5 separate regions of the Sus scrofa genome follow, and regions 2, 3, 4 and 5 are each linked to region 1. A link is a contact called in public HiChIP or PLAC-seq data. All regions are on one chromosome and are shown on one strand. The core of a region is the stretch at or near the end of the contact, and the rest is flanking DNA. Distances in the headings are between cores, read along the strand shown.

What was found. HiChIP or PLAC-seq counts read pairs in DNA pulled down with a chosen protein or histone mark.
Region 2: a contact with region 1 is called in an H3K27ac HiChIP or PLAC-seq map of alveolar macrophages. The contact joins two enhancer-like sites. A contact is called at or near these places in 9 of 47 Hi-C or Micro-C datasets (embryonic fibroblasts, fetal skeletal muscle, liver and 4 more) and 2 of 2 datasets of contacts at active chromatin or transcription factors (alveolar macrophages and skeletal muscle).
Region 3: an H3K27ac HiChIP or PLAC-seq map of alveolar macrophages shows a contact between it and region 1. The contact joins two enhancer-like sites. A contact is called at or near these places in 2 of 5 promoter capture datasets (fetal liver and liver), 2 of 47 Hi-C or Micro-C datasets (embryonic fibroblasts and subcutaneous adipose tissue) and 2 of 2 datasets of contacts at active chromatin or transcription factors (alveolar macrophages and skeletal muscle).
Region 4: a contact with region 1 is called in an H3K27ac HiChIP or PLAC-seq map of alveolar macrophages. The contact joins two enhancer-like sites. A contact is called at or near these places in 4 of 47 Hi-C or Micro-C datasets (mesenteric adipose tissue, psoas muscle and skeletal muscle) and 1 of 2 datasets of contacts at active chromatin or transcription factors (alveolar macrophages).
Region 5: a contact with region 1 is called in an H3K27ac HiChIP or PLAC-seq map of skeletal muscle. The contact joins the promoter of AFTPH here to the enhancer-like site in region 1. A contact is called at or near these places in 5 of 5 promoter capture datasets (fetal liver, fetal skeletal muscle, liver and 1 more), 26 of 47 Hi-C or Micro-C datasets (alveolar macrophages, blood, brain and 13 more) and 2 of 2 datasets of contacts at active chromatin or transcription factors (alveolar macrophages and skeletal muscle).

The regions. Positions count from the first base shown.
Region 1 is chr3:77,076,212-77,078,911 of Sscrofa11.1, forward strand. No RefSeq gene overlaps it. Among named protein-coding and RNA genes, the nearest start is that of SLC1A4, 110 kb to the left of the region's middle. Within about 2 kb of position 1,315, at least 58 of the 83 cell types and tissues checked have an H3K27ac peak or open chromatin away from gene starts, as enhancers often do. A contact at or near this core is called in alveolar macrophages, brain, fetal liver and 6 more, where this site is marked.
Region 2 is chr3:77,377,395-77,380,094 of Sscrofa11.1, forward strand. It overlaps AFTPH (aftiphilin), which reads right to left. Exons shown (of 10, transcript XM_021087452.1): 3 at 859-1,010. Among named protein-coding and RNA genes, the nearest start is that of AFTPH, 44 kb to the right of the region's middle. Within about 2 kb of position 1,372, at least 1 of the 83 cell types and tissues checked has an H3K27ac peak or open chromatin away from gene starts, as enhancers often do. A contact at or near this core is called in alveolar macrophages, where this site is marked.
Region 3 is chr3:77,333,084-77,335,783 of Sscrofa11.1, forward strand. No RefSeq gene overlaps it. Among named protein-coding and RNA genes, the nearest start is that of AFTPH, 88 kb to the right of the region's middle. Within about 2 kb of position 1,393, at least 52 of the 83 cell types and tissues checked have an H3K27ac peak or open chromatin away from gene starts, as enhancers often do. A contact at or near this core is called in alveolar macrophages, fetal liver, liver and 2 more, where this site is marked.
Region 4 is chr3:77,402,126-77,404,825 of Sscrofa11.1, forward strand. All of the region lies in intron 1 of AFTPH (aftiphilin), which reads right to left. Among named protein-coding and RNA genes, the nearest start is that of AFTPH, 19 kb to the right of the region's middle. Within about 2 kb of position 1,321, at least 23 of the 83 cell types and tissues checked have an H3K27ac peak or open chromatin away from gene starts, as enhancers often do. A contact at or near this core is called in alveolar macrophages, mesenteric adipose tissue and skeletal muscle, where this site is marked.
Region 5 is chr3:77,421,501-77,424,200 of Sscrofa11.1, forward strand. AFTPH (aftiphilin) reads right to left here and starts at 1,354. Exons shown (of 10, transcript XM_021087452.1): 1 at 459-1,354.

The sequences.
Region 1 (2,700 bases), core at 65-2,564:
CAGTGACAACACTGGATCTTAAACCAGCTGAGCCACCAGAAAACTCCAAGGAGCTGGGGTTTTTTTTGTTTTTGTCTTTTTGCCTTTTCTAGGGCTGCTCCCATGGCATATGGAGGTTCCCAGGCTAGGGGTCAAATCAGAGCTGTAGCTGCTGGTCTACACCAGAGCCACAGCAACTCAGGATCTGAGCCGTGTCTGCAACCTACACCACAGCTCACGGCAATGCCAGATCCTTAACCCACTGAGCGTGGCCAGGGATCGAACCTGCAACCTCATGGTTCCTAGTTGGATTCGTTAACCACTGCGCCACGACGGGAACTCCGGAGCTGGGTTTTTGAAGGGAGATGGCGAAGCAGCAGATTGGAAGCTTCACTGGTGAGTGAGGAGTCATCTCCAGTCCTAAAGCATGGCCTGAGGAGAAAAGAACTTCGTTGAAGAGGGCTGTGGACCGGCAGTGTCCTCGAGGGCCAGACCAGCCTTCAGGAGGAAGGCTTTAGCCTTGGAGCAGATGGAGACTAGAGGCAGTGGGAGCTCTTGGGAAGACAGGGCAGGCTTGCAGGCTGCAGTGGGAGTGGGTAGGGGACATTCGACAGCGTCAGAAGGGGATGGTTCTGAGGCCAGTGGCTGCGAGGCATGATGGGATGGCTCTCCCTCACCATTGGCAGGTCCCCCTTCCCTGGGGGAGGTGCCAAGGCAGCCACACCTGGCCTCTTTGCGGCAGCTTTCCAGATTACGCCGAGGATGGGGGAGGAGAGAGACTTCCTTTTCCAGGAACCCGTATAACTTTTGGTTACTCATGTTTTCTCAGGCCTTATCATCTACTTCCTGGTGTCTTCAGCGTTCTTCTTCCGTGTGGATTTATTTCCTCAGTTAGAGGCAAGTTTGGGCAGAACCCCAGCAATGCCACTTTACACGCACCCAAGTCCAGCACAGCACCTGACACGTAATGAGTTTTCACAAATGTTTGTTACAGGAGTTGGATACAAGCGCGGTCATGGTTTCCCTTTAAGGCCAAGAATGGGGCCTGTCCTGGGGGGAGGGGGGTCCTTCCGCCCGAGGCCCCCGCCCCCACACCCCCTGGCCAGCTGCCGCAGCCGCCCCTCCCCCACGGCCGCTTGGGCAGAGTAACCTGACGCCTGGGCCCGCGCCCCCTCCCGACCCGGGGCTCAGCGTCCAATGGCGGTGGCCCGAGCCTCCGCCGGGAGCCGCGGGGCCCTCCCGGCGCCACCCCGCGGGCGGGAGCTGGGGCACCCGGAGCGAAGGCCAGCCCGGCTGCGAGCCCGCCCTCGGCTCCAGCTCCCAGCCTGTGCTCTCCGTGCCCTGCGTGCTGTGCCGCCCGGCCCAGCCCAGAAACACCCGCTCTCTCTCCCGAGCGGGGGAAGCCAAGGCTGTGCCAGGGGACTGATGAGCGGCGCAGATGAGCCGTGCAGAACGCGACACCCAGAGGGCCAAGTCAGGACGGATCCTCAGCCCGGGAGACAGGACGCTTGCGTTTGCGGGGTCTTTAACTGGCTGAAAGGGGGCAGTCGTGGAATCTCTGAGCCTCGATTTCCTTATGCGAGGTGGTCCCTGTCCACCTCGGAGTGGGGTGGTGTAAGGACCCAACTGGGCGAAGGGTGTGCACGTCCTCTTGTATTAGCCAGAGGACAGCCAAAATCCAGTCATTGGGACCTGTCAACTACCCTCGCGGCCCCAGAGGAGAACTGCAGCTCCACTATTGGGTTCCGCCCACCGTCCAGGGAATAGCCTGGGTTCAAAGGAAAAGCCTAACACAACTTACCAATACACCCCAGTCTGGACATTCCCTGCAGCTCCTCACTCCCAAGGCAGAAGTCAGCTGGGGGGGGGGGGGGGTTCAGCAACCTTGGGGGAAGAGAGCCGGGAAATATATGCTGGGCTGGAAGGATGGAGCACAGGCAGGGCATCCTTCCAACTACCTACTTTATCTCCTGTACGTGTACTAGAGTGGAAGAAGTGTCAAGCGCAAACCCTCAGTAACAATGCCTTTTTCCTTCTCTACACTCCTGCCAGTTACTGAACACAAGCTACAAATACTCAAGTATTTACCTGTATATTTTTGATCCTGGTACCTTTAAAACAAAAACAAAAACAAAGGAGAGCTCGGGAAATACATTATAGTCTGAACGAAGAGAAAGGAAGTTTTGTCAAGGATGCATTACTTTTTTTTTTTCTTTTTACAGCCACACCTGTGGTATATGCAAGTTCCCAGGCTAGGGGTCAAATTGGAGCCACAGCTGCTGGCCTATGCCACAGCCACAGCGATGCCAGATCCAAACAGCATCTGCAACCTACGCCACAGTTTGCAGCAATGCCAGATCCTTAACCCACTGAGCTACGCCAGGGATCAAACACTCATCCTCATGGACACTATGTCAGGTTCGTAACCGATGAACCACAATGAGAACTTCAAGGATGCATTATTTTAACAATCACAGCTTTCTCACACCAAGGCAGGGCATGGGTCACCTATGATGATGAGGGCATATGGGGGCACCTGAGTTCTACACTTGTATGTCCAAGTCCTAAACAGGCTCTCAAGTTGGCTCCCGGAACCTGCAGCCTTGGCTCACACCCTTTCTCCATACTGGGCATCCAACCCTCAGGCCCCTTGCTGGGGCACAGTGTCACATGGTAAACTGCTCTCTTTTCCCCTGGAACTTGGACTCCAGGGCCCAGCAC
Region 2 (2,700 bases), core at 122-2,621, 300 kb after region 1:
CCTACGCCACAGCCACAGCAACTCAGGATCCAAGCCGCATCTGTAACCTACACCACAGCTCATGGTAACACCAGATCCTTAACCACTGAATGAGACCAGGGATTGAACCCACAACCTCATGGTTCCTAGTTGGTTTCGTTTCCGCTGCACCACAACGGCAACTCCAAAACAGATACAATTTTTAAGTCCAGGAAAAAGGTGTACTATAAAGAAAATAGTGGCTTAGCTATGAACATTATTTACATGATTATACTAATGAAAATGACAAATAACAAAAACCATAGCCAAAAACTATGATATACTGGAAAGACAAAGGGAGGAGAAAAGCAGATGTAAGACCCAGATTCTCATCTATCATGCTAGGAAATCAAAAAATAATATGTAAAACTGACTGATTAGAATACTGACTTAGAATTTTTTTTTCTTTTTAGAGCCACACCTGTGGCATATGTAAATTCTCAGGCTAGAGGTTGAATCAGAGCTGCACCTGCTGACCAACACCACAGCTATAGCAGTGCAGGATCCGAGCCTCATCTTCGACCTACACCAAGGCTCGCGGCAGTGCTGGATCCTTAACCCACTGAGAGGCCAGCGACTAAACCCATATCCTCATGGTTATTAGTCGGGTTTGTAACCCACTGAGCCACAAGGAGAACTCCTTAGAATTTTTTCAAAAAGGTCAAAAATAGAAAAGTAGAGAGTTTTTTTTAACTTTTTTTTTTTTTTTTAGCACTATGATTTTTAACACAATAATGTTTTAGAACCTTACTGGTTTAAGATAACCTTAGATAACCTTATAAATTAGAACAGCTGAAACCAACAAATATACATGCTATCTAAAAAGTGCCTACTACTTACCCACTTTCAGCTAAGGCCTCTCTTGTTTTTATTGGCAAGGTGCTTGTTTCTAGCAAGTGCTTCAGGGAAGTAACTTCTTCTTCAGTATCAGGGACAAATATGGAAGGAAAACATGCTTCAAAAATTCGCTCCAGGCGGTTTAGTAAAGCTGTCTGCATCAAAACACAAAGTTTATTTTCACTTTTGTAATTTAAATAATGTCATAACTTTGTCATTAACACATACACACACACAAACCCCCAGATACCCACTCCTTGTCCACTACTATGGGGCAGAGGAGCTACCAGTCAGATATAAAAAACACTAAGTGAAAGAAGCATAACCACTCATAGAACAGCTTTAAGTAATTGTGGTAATACAGTGGTGACAAATAAATGCCAAACAGAGTTCCTGTTGTGGAACGAATCCAACTAGTAACCATGAGGTTGCAGCTTTGACCCCTAGCCTCCCTCAGCGGGTTGGGGATCTGGAGCTGTCGTGAGCTGTGATGTAGGTTGCAGATGTGGCAACCTAGTAACCATGAGGTTGCAGCTTTGACCCCTAGCCTCCCTCAGCGGGTTGGGGATCTGGAGCTGTAGTGAGCTGTGATGTAGGTTGCAGATGTGGCTCATCCTGCGTTGCTGTGGTTGTGGTGGAGGGCTGGCAGCTATAGTTCCAATTCAACCCCCAGCCTAGGAACCTCCATATGCCACGGGTGTGGCCCTAAAAAGCCAAAAAAAAAAAAAAAGAAAAAAAAAAGTCAAGCACTATGCTTGGCACTTTATAAACATTATCTTACTTAATCCACCAAAAATTCTACAAAGAAGAAATTACTATCCCATTGTACAATCTCAAAGTTTAAATAATCTGCCCAAATAATCTGTTTTGCCCAAAGCAAAAAAAAAAAAACAAAACAAAACAAAACAAAAAAACAAACCAAAAACCAAAAACCAAAAAAAGAAAAAAGCAAAATAAACTAGACAGTATTCATATTCTTTTTGCCACACTGGGATGTTTCTTACTACCACTCACATACTATATATTTAGAACAATAAGACTGGATGCTTACAAAATGTATTATGCTATTATAGTTGAACAGAATCTGGACAAAAACATTTGAATTTTGAAAGACTTTTAGAAATATCTCTGCTGGAGTTCCCGTCGTGGTGCAGTGGTTAACAAATCCGACTAGGAACCATGAGGTTGCGGGTTCGGTCCCTGCCCTTGCTCAGTGGGTTAAGGATCCAGTATTGCCTGTGAGCTGTGGTGTAGGTTGCAGATGCGGCTCGGATCCCGCGTTGCTGTGGCTCTGGCGTAGGCTGGCGGCTACAGCTCCGATTAGACCCCTAGCCTGGAAACCTCCATATGCCACAGAAGCAGCCCAAAGAAATAGCAAAAAGACAAAAAAAAAAAAAAAATCTCTGCTGCTAACAGAACAACTAAAGTAGGAAAGAATGCCTCAGTTTTTACTACGAAATTCAATACCTCATTTATCATTTTGATGATCTGCTATCTTTTAGAAATATCATTTTTATACTGTTCTATGGCATGTATATATGTACTTCTGAATAGCACACTGCTGTACCTTCAAGCAAAGTCTGCATATTCCCTAGAATATTTTCATTGAGAACACTGGCATTTTGGAGTATTCTTATTAATTAAAACTTGATGGATTTAGATTAACTTACATTTTCAGGGTATCACTAGATTTAGTCTACAAGTGCAACCTACAATAGCATTTATTCCCACTTTTCTAACTTTATTTCAGATACATGTAAAATATTTTCAATTTACTACTTTAAATATCAATTAGGAATACAAACTATGAAGTTAAAGCTTGTGGAAGGATTAAGTATACTACAG
Region 3 (2,700 bases), core at 143-2,642, 260 kb after region 1:
TGTGACTTACACCACAGCTCATGGCAACGCCGGATCCTTAACCCACTGAACAAGGCCAGGGATCGAACTCACATCCTCATGAATACTAGCGGGGATCATTACCACTGAGCCACAATGGGAACTCCAAGTTATGCATGTTTTTAATTTTACTGAGGACATTATGTAAAAATATTACAGAATATTCTGGGGAAAAAAGACAAAATATCATGGCTACATCTTTTCCCACATTTTTAGGTCAGGGAAATTGTCTCTTTCTATGAAATGGGAACAACCTTTCGTGAACCTTTCGATCAGCATCTTCAAAAGTATCCAACATTTTCTTGGACAGATTTTCAAATCAGCCTATAAATGACATCCATAGCGCAATGGCCTGCGGTTCTCTATGAGAGGACTGGATATATGAGCCCCACCAGGTGCTGGAAACCCCTCAGAGGCCATTGACAATGCGGCCAGAGTGCTTTTCCAGCTCCGTTGTAAACAATTTGGGATTTAATCTAAAGAGATGCTAAGTGGATCAAGTCTTTGAGGTAATTTGTGTCAATTTCCAAGTCACTCCTGGTCATCATTGAAGAAAGCTACTTTTTATTAAAGAATCCCAGGGCTGACTGTAGGAAAGAGCCTCCCGCCAGCCCCCCTCACCAGGCCAATACTCAGCAGAGGCCAAGGACTGCCCAGAACAGCCCGCTAATTGAGGGAACCGAGGCAGGATCGGCGTCCTCAGGGAGCTCAGTCTGGCCTCCTGCCGAGCTGGACGGGGGTGTCGGTGCTCCAGAGCCGCGGTTCTCAAACTTCGCGAACCCCGGGGAGGGCCTGTGAACCTAGCTTGCTGGGTCCGGAGATCCACCGCTGGCCCGAGAGCCTGCACTTCTAAGTTCAAGTGCGGGGGCTGCTGCTGCTGCTGCTGGTCCCAGGGCCGCTTTTAGAGGACACTCGGCCGGGGAGCTCCGAGGGAGGACCCAGGGGCGCGCCCCAGGGAGGAGGGCCGGGGTCAGACCTCGGGGCGGAGGGCGCGGACGCCAGGCCCTACCCGAGAAGGAAGCGGCGGAGGCCGGAACCGCGGGCGGCGGCGCGACGACTGGGGCCGGGTGACACGGGGCGGCGGGCGCCTCGGCGGCGGCGGCGGGCAGAAGGCCCCACGGGCCACCCAGGGCGCGGGCGGCCCGGCACGGCTTCCCCAGCCTCTGTGCCCACTGCCCGGAAGGGAGACAAAGGCGCCACGGGGGATGGACTGGAGCGTCCCTTCTGAATGTCCAGACTGGCTGGGTCCCTGGCTCTCAAACACTTCCTTCTCTACGGCTGCCTGTCGCTAGCGCTGGGCTCTCCTCCCAGCCCAAGGGGGAGGGGAGGGAAGCGAGAGAGAGACAGAGAGAGACCCACAGGCACCCCACCCCACCCCCGCAAGACCGTGGGCCTCTGTCAAGAGCCTTAGATTCTATGCCCAGGGCAGCTCCTCACAGCCACGTGGCCTTTAACAGCTCACCTCGCCTCACTGGCCTCAGTTTCTCCTTCTGTAAAGCAACTGCATTGGAGATGGTTGCTGAGCTTCCTTCCAGCTCTAGAGAGCTAGGATTGCCCACACTGACCGGTGAGAGACAGATAGTGGAATGGGGTCCGGGTGCGAGGGGTAACAGGGGTGTGGGCAGGCAGGGGCTGCGAGGTGCTGGAGGGAAGGAAGAGAGAAGGTGGAGGGGGCCTCTCAGGCACCTTTGCCAGCTCCACTCCCTCATCCTGGCCTCCAAGAGTGGGGCTGGCAGAGTCCCTACATCAGGAAAGGCCCCCACGGGAATCCCCTCACTATCTTGCCTAGTTTGCAGCCTGGTTTGCTGGGGGATGAGAGAAGGAACAGGAAGGAACACGCAGGTTGGACTGGAAAATCCAGCTGGGCAGGCGACAGCTGTGACTGTACCTTACACTGGAGGTTCAAGCCTTGCTTGGCCCCGTCCCTGCAGCACAGGCCCTGCTGGACCTTGGGCAGCCGGGTCCAGGGGCGCGGCTGCCACTGAGCTGAGAGCTCATGAGCAGAAAGTCAAATAGCGTTTAGATTTGAGACTGCACACATGTGCTTCCAAGACTGTGTGGAAATGACTTTATTTTCAACTTAACTCCATCTTCCTATAGATTTACTCAGTGAGTTCAAAGATGCTAGTTCTTAATTTATAAGCTCAGTGGCAGCTTCCAACACATTAACCCAAAGGCCACCCCTGCCCCCCTCTGCAGGAAGCAAAGCTCCCACAAAATGTCCAGATGGTTCGGAGAAGTGTGTAAGACAGTCTGGTTGCAAGTGGCAGAAACGCCTCTCCCAGTAGCTTAAAGATACATATACCTATATGATATATAGATATAGATAGTATTTTATATGCATGTTTGGCTCACAGAGTCTAAATAAAAGTTAAAAAGTAGTAGGAAAGACAGGGATGCTGTTACATTCTGAATGTGATAAGACTCTTTGGTGCCAGCTCCCAAGCTTAACAACTTAAAAGTCTGCCTGCAACTTTTCTTCAAAAATTTAAAGCAGGGGAATCCTCAGCAAACCACACAGAACATTTAAGAAAGGTCTGCCAGAGGCCCAAGGCTTCACCAGGCTCAGGGCTGTGGAGAGGCTCTTCTGGACCTGAGCCTGTGCAGGGCGTGGGGAGCCCACTTATTGGTAATGGTTCCAAAATACAAACACCTCCACTGCCTTGGACTGATGAAGCCCAC
Region 4 (2,700 bases), core at 71-2,570, 330 kb after region 1:
ACAAGCTAAGATGAAGAAAGTAAAACCAACAAAAATGCCAAGAAGTGACTCTCGTTTCAATATTAATGTACACAGTGGTAAAAATGTGGTAAACAATTAAAATAAGCAGGAAAATATCTGTATGCCTAAGTTGATCACCCTCAAAAAGCCAGACTGCCCAAGTGACAACCCAATTATCTGTCTTCCCTGGTTTCAATGTAAAGATGAATCACAAAATTAGAAATGTCCTATACATAAGGTAAATGACAATGTAAGCAGCAACACACACTCACTGTTCATCGAATGTTACTAATCAGCAATAAGAATTATCATTTTATAGAAGCTGGTTTTCAAAAATTCCTAAGCGCTTTTCTTTCACTGTATATTTTAAGCTTCTACACAAATTCATACCGTATTTTACCTGTATTTGTATGGTTTCACCGCAAAAACTAAATACGATAAATAAAAACATTAGAAACTGTTTTAGCTTTAACTTGCCATATCAACTGACTATATGTGAGTTTCCCAGCTATTTTTCCCCAAAAGTACTTCAACTTGAAATTGAATAAATGACACTAGATAATTGCTGATAACAAAGGCAGCAAAACAGAAGCAGCAATGAGGGCATATGCATTAGCCTTCAGAAAACCATTTTTACTCCTTAGTACCCTCTGCTCTTACACAGCTGCAGAATAAATTAGCCACTCTAAATTTTCCACTCTAATATCCCTGAAACTCTACATTGAAAATAGAATCTAAAAGCAGAAACTACTTCAATTTCATGCTCCTTCACTGAAATCTTGCTTACATCCACAAGTACTGTCTACAGATAACCCCTGGACTTTCTGTTTTCTTTCTCAACTGCTTGCTCAGGGGGGCTCTTGTGAATTTCTCCATTACTCCACCGATGCTGTCTCATCAGCCTGTAAACGTTCAAGAATCTTCCATCCTCAAACAAATCAGAGCAAAACAAAACAAAACCCTCCCTTCTGTGCCCTTTTAGCTTTCCTCCTCCTCACCAGCAAGCTTCTCGAAAGGGCCCTGTCTATGCACTATCTCTTCTTCCTAACCTCCCACTCACTCCTCAGCCCAGCACAATCTGGCTTCCACCCTACCATCTACTGAAACTGCTCTTGCTAGAGTTACTCTCCTTGAACTCAAAAGACTAGAAAGGTTGTGCAGGCACAGGCCTCTGTTGTTGACCACTGTATCCTCAGCAGCTGGCTCACAGTAAGAACTGAATAAACTACCTTTGTTCCTGTTGGGGCATTTGGTCCACTGACCCCTCTTGAGCTGCTTCCTCCTCCATGCCCCTGCTGGATTTCTTACAACCCTAGCTCTGGTCTCCTCGTGTTTCCCCAAATAAGTTAGGAAATATCTAAGTTCAATCAAGGCAAGGAAGTGTGATCTGAGAGAGGCTGACCTGAAATATGACACAGGTGAAAGAAAATAAATCCAATCACCTGTGCTGCAACCTGTCTGAGGAAGGAGCATGTGGAGAGGGGCAGTACTTACATGCAGCTGGGGGAAAAAAGCCAAAGGACATTTGTTCATGTATTTTTAACAGACCGGCTAACATAAATATCTGCCTCAATTTGAGGCAGTTTCTCAGCATATGTGGAGGTGTCAGCTGGTGTCACCAGAGTGTGACACTACTCTGGACAGCTAACTCATTTCCCTTTCTCTTGGTTCTCTGTTCCCAGAAACTTTCTTTACTACTTCAAGTAAATTTTCCCACAGATTTTGTAATCAGCTGTAAAGTTTTAAATTAGCATTCTGGTCAAGACTGCTGAGTTAAACCTCAAAAGCCCAAGGTATTCTGGGAAAAACAAACCAAAAAAACCCCCAAACCCTACTTTGTGGGCTTTCAAAACTACAGATACCATTTTAGTCTGTAACTAAAATATGTATACACCTTGTCAAACTCTTGGTAGTTGCCCTTTTCCTGACAGTGTTGCTCTCTCATAAATGCCTACCATGAGAACAATCCACTTTTTAGAGAAAAAAGCATCTAGCAAAAGTTATAAACCAAATGCAGTTAGAATTCAATTATTATCTGAGCTAATGAGAAAGAAAGCAAAAGTTATAAACCAAATGCAGTTAGAATTCAATTATTATCTGAACTAATGAGAAAGAAAGCAATGTCCTAGATAATCTGAAACCCACAAATTTGGCCTTAAAATATGACCTATGTAACAGCAGATTTACCTCGCAAATTTTATCTTTCCCATGTACTATTAGTTTTACTTTAATTTGTTCCCTGACCACCCATCAATTGAGAAGATGACCTAGAGACATGTGAAGAAACAGAAGGAAACCAGACAATGAATCAGTTTTAAAAAGTCATAAACTATCCACAGACAATAGCATATAATGGCATTCTTGGGGTAAATTATCTTAAAACAAAAGGTCTGTATATCAGAAATCAAATGTAGACACATTCCAAAATAGTGCTCATGAGAGTTTGTGTGTGTGTTACATAAAAGTAATATCAGGAGTTCCCGTCGTGGCGCAGTGGTTAACGAATCTGACTAGGAACCGTGAGGTTGCGGGGCCTTGCTCAGTGGGTTAAGGATCCGGCGTCGCCATGAGCTGTGGTGTAGGTTGCAGACTCGGCTCGGATCCCGAGTTGCTGTGGCTCTGGCGTAGGCTGGTGGCTACGGCTCCAATTAGACCCCTAGCCTGGAAACCTCCATATGCCTCGGGAGTGGCCCAAGAAAT
Region 5 (2,700 bases), core at 104-2,603, 350 kb after region 1:
CATCCTCTTTCCCCCGCGCGATGGGGGAGCGGAGCGGTGGCGCTTACCTGGCTCGTCCGGGGCGGCTGCGATGGGCATGGCTCAGGGGCCCGGGGAGGAACTAGCTCCCCGGGGAAGGACCGGCTATTCCGACGCGGAGCTGGTGAAAGCGGAAGGCAGGCTGCTCACAGCCCTGTCATCGAAGCAGCGCCATGGACGCCCACCCGGAGTTTCAGCGCTGCCGCGAGACCCCCATCCCATTACCCTCCGCCCTCTTCCGCCGCCGCCGCCGCCTCCACCTCCTCCTCCGCGGAGACCCCCCGCCCACTCCACACACTCTCCCATCATGCAGCGGGGGAACCGCTGCCGCCGACACGTCACTTCCGGGCGCAGGTGGCTAGGTCGGGGCCGGGCGCTGGTGGGTACTGGGGGGTTGGGGGGAGAACACTTGGGGGGAATCAGTGTCACAGAACGCTTACCCCTGCGCAGGCGCCGTCGAGCAGAGCGCCGGCCGCCATTTTGGGTGCGGGCAAGCTGCCCTTTTCCTTGACTTCCTTGTGAGTCATCGAGGTGGGTGGGGGGAAAGACGCCCTCCTGCACTCCGCCGCTCCTAAGGCTGCGCTCCCGGCGAGGGACAGGTGCTCCTTAGCCGGCTAAAAGTCAACGTTCAGCTCAGGACCGAGTTAAGTCTCTTGCTCTGCAAGGAAAATTGCGAGGGTTTTAAAATACGGAACTTTATTTTCTTCACCAAAATCTGCTGGAGAGCACTTATCAGCTTGCCCTTTTCGCCCCGAAAAACGACTTTTTCGTTCAGAGTTCCTTCCTCTTTTTAATTTAAGCTGACAGAAAAGGAAGCTGATGTATAACAAAGAAGAGGTAAATCAAAATGAGAAGCAAGAGGAAAAGCAGCCGCCGAACTGACAAATCGTCTTTGAGACCAACAAAAACAAATAAAATTGGAGGATTTTGCTAACGGATAGAGACGGTGGTCGTTTTTCATAGATGCTGCGAGAGACTATTCGATGAAACTATAAAGAAATCAATCAACTCCCGCATTTCTTTAACAGAGGTCGTAACATTTTTCCATCATCAGTCTTGATCATTTGCATTTTTTATAACCTTTCCCTTTCATCTATAACGAATTTCTGTTAGAATTCCGGCCACTGTAAAAACAAGACTGCAAGGCTGCACAGATTATTGTTACCATCGGGAATGATGAGGCCGAGGTCCTATCCCGCAATCATGAGCCCTTCCGAAGTGCTTATTCTGCTCACTTTTGCCAAACCTACACCAGCAATTTGAATAATTTAAAACAATTCCAATACAGCAAAGCTCAGCAGTTACGCAAAGAAAACAAGGATAGAAAACACCCTCTCAGCCACAGAGAAGCGTCCACCTTCTTTGAGTGGAGGAATTATACAAATCAGGGGAAGATAGGGACAAAAGCAGTTCATCACAGTTTATCCCGCCTCTGCAATGTTCTAGACAAATTAACTTGGAGCACTGAAATAGACCTGCTTTTGTCTCTATACAACTCAATCGCTGTAAGATATACGCAGACTGCAGCACTTAAAATTAGAATACCAATTGCTTTGTGGCGGTGCTGGATTTTTTGTTATTGCTCAGTCACTAAAGCAAGAAAAATATCTATATGGCTTGTCAAATTTATTCTTATTGTATTTCGCCCCCTGCTGGCTTGGCTCATTGCAAGCTTAAAAATATAAACCTTAAATATTGTATTTATAAATATAAGCTTATAAATATATCGCTATAAATGTTTATTTTGACCAGGAAGGAAAGAAACAAAAGTGTGTGTGTGTGTGTGTGTGTGTGTGTGTACACTGGAAGTAAATTGATTTTAGAGGAACACATGCTTGTCCTAATTTGATAGCTCTACTAAACAGACATATCAGAATAAGAACATATGACAAAATCCTAAGGCAGACCCTACATCGAGAATATGTTAAAACTGAAATAATAAATTTAAACATAAAAACATTAAAAAAAACTGTGCTTTCAGAATAATATTCCCCTAATTTTATGCATAACATGATTAAAAAGTGTTTTTTTTTTTTCAGGTAACTGCAGAAGCCTATTTTATTCACTTAAGGACAACAATTCAGAAATTTATGAAGTTGAGTCATTAAGTCACTCTTTGGTCAGCAACCACCCAACTTGTAATTTGTAATCTTACACATAATTCTGAAGACAGCATTCCAATGCTTATGAAATGGTACTACAAAAAGAAAGCATCTCTGAAAGTTTTTAAGATGATGAATCTGGGGGAAAATACTTATTAAAATTCATTGCATTTGGATCCAGTGGTAGTATTGTTTTTCTTTACTTTTAAAAAATACGACCTTAACTACATTACTTAAGATTTTGTATCAAGAAAAGAAAAATTAAATCTTAGTTTTTTCTCCTGTGCAGACTTTTTACAAAGTTGTAATCATAATGTAAGCCAATTTTGTATCCTTTTTTCACTTAATATTATGTTGTAAGCATTTCATCCTGATTACTTAACATTTCATAAAACTTTGATTTTCATTGCATACATAATATTCAATGGAGCAGACATACTGTGATTTATCCATTATCCTATATGTGGGTATTTTCCACAATTACAAATAATACTGTGCTGATGTACATTTTGTGTTGTGGCTTTGTCTAATTTTATGAGTTTTTTCTGTATATAAAAATGATTTTTTTTGGTTGTGCCCA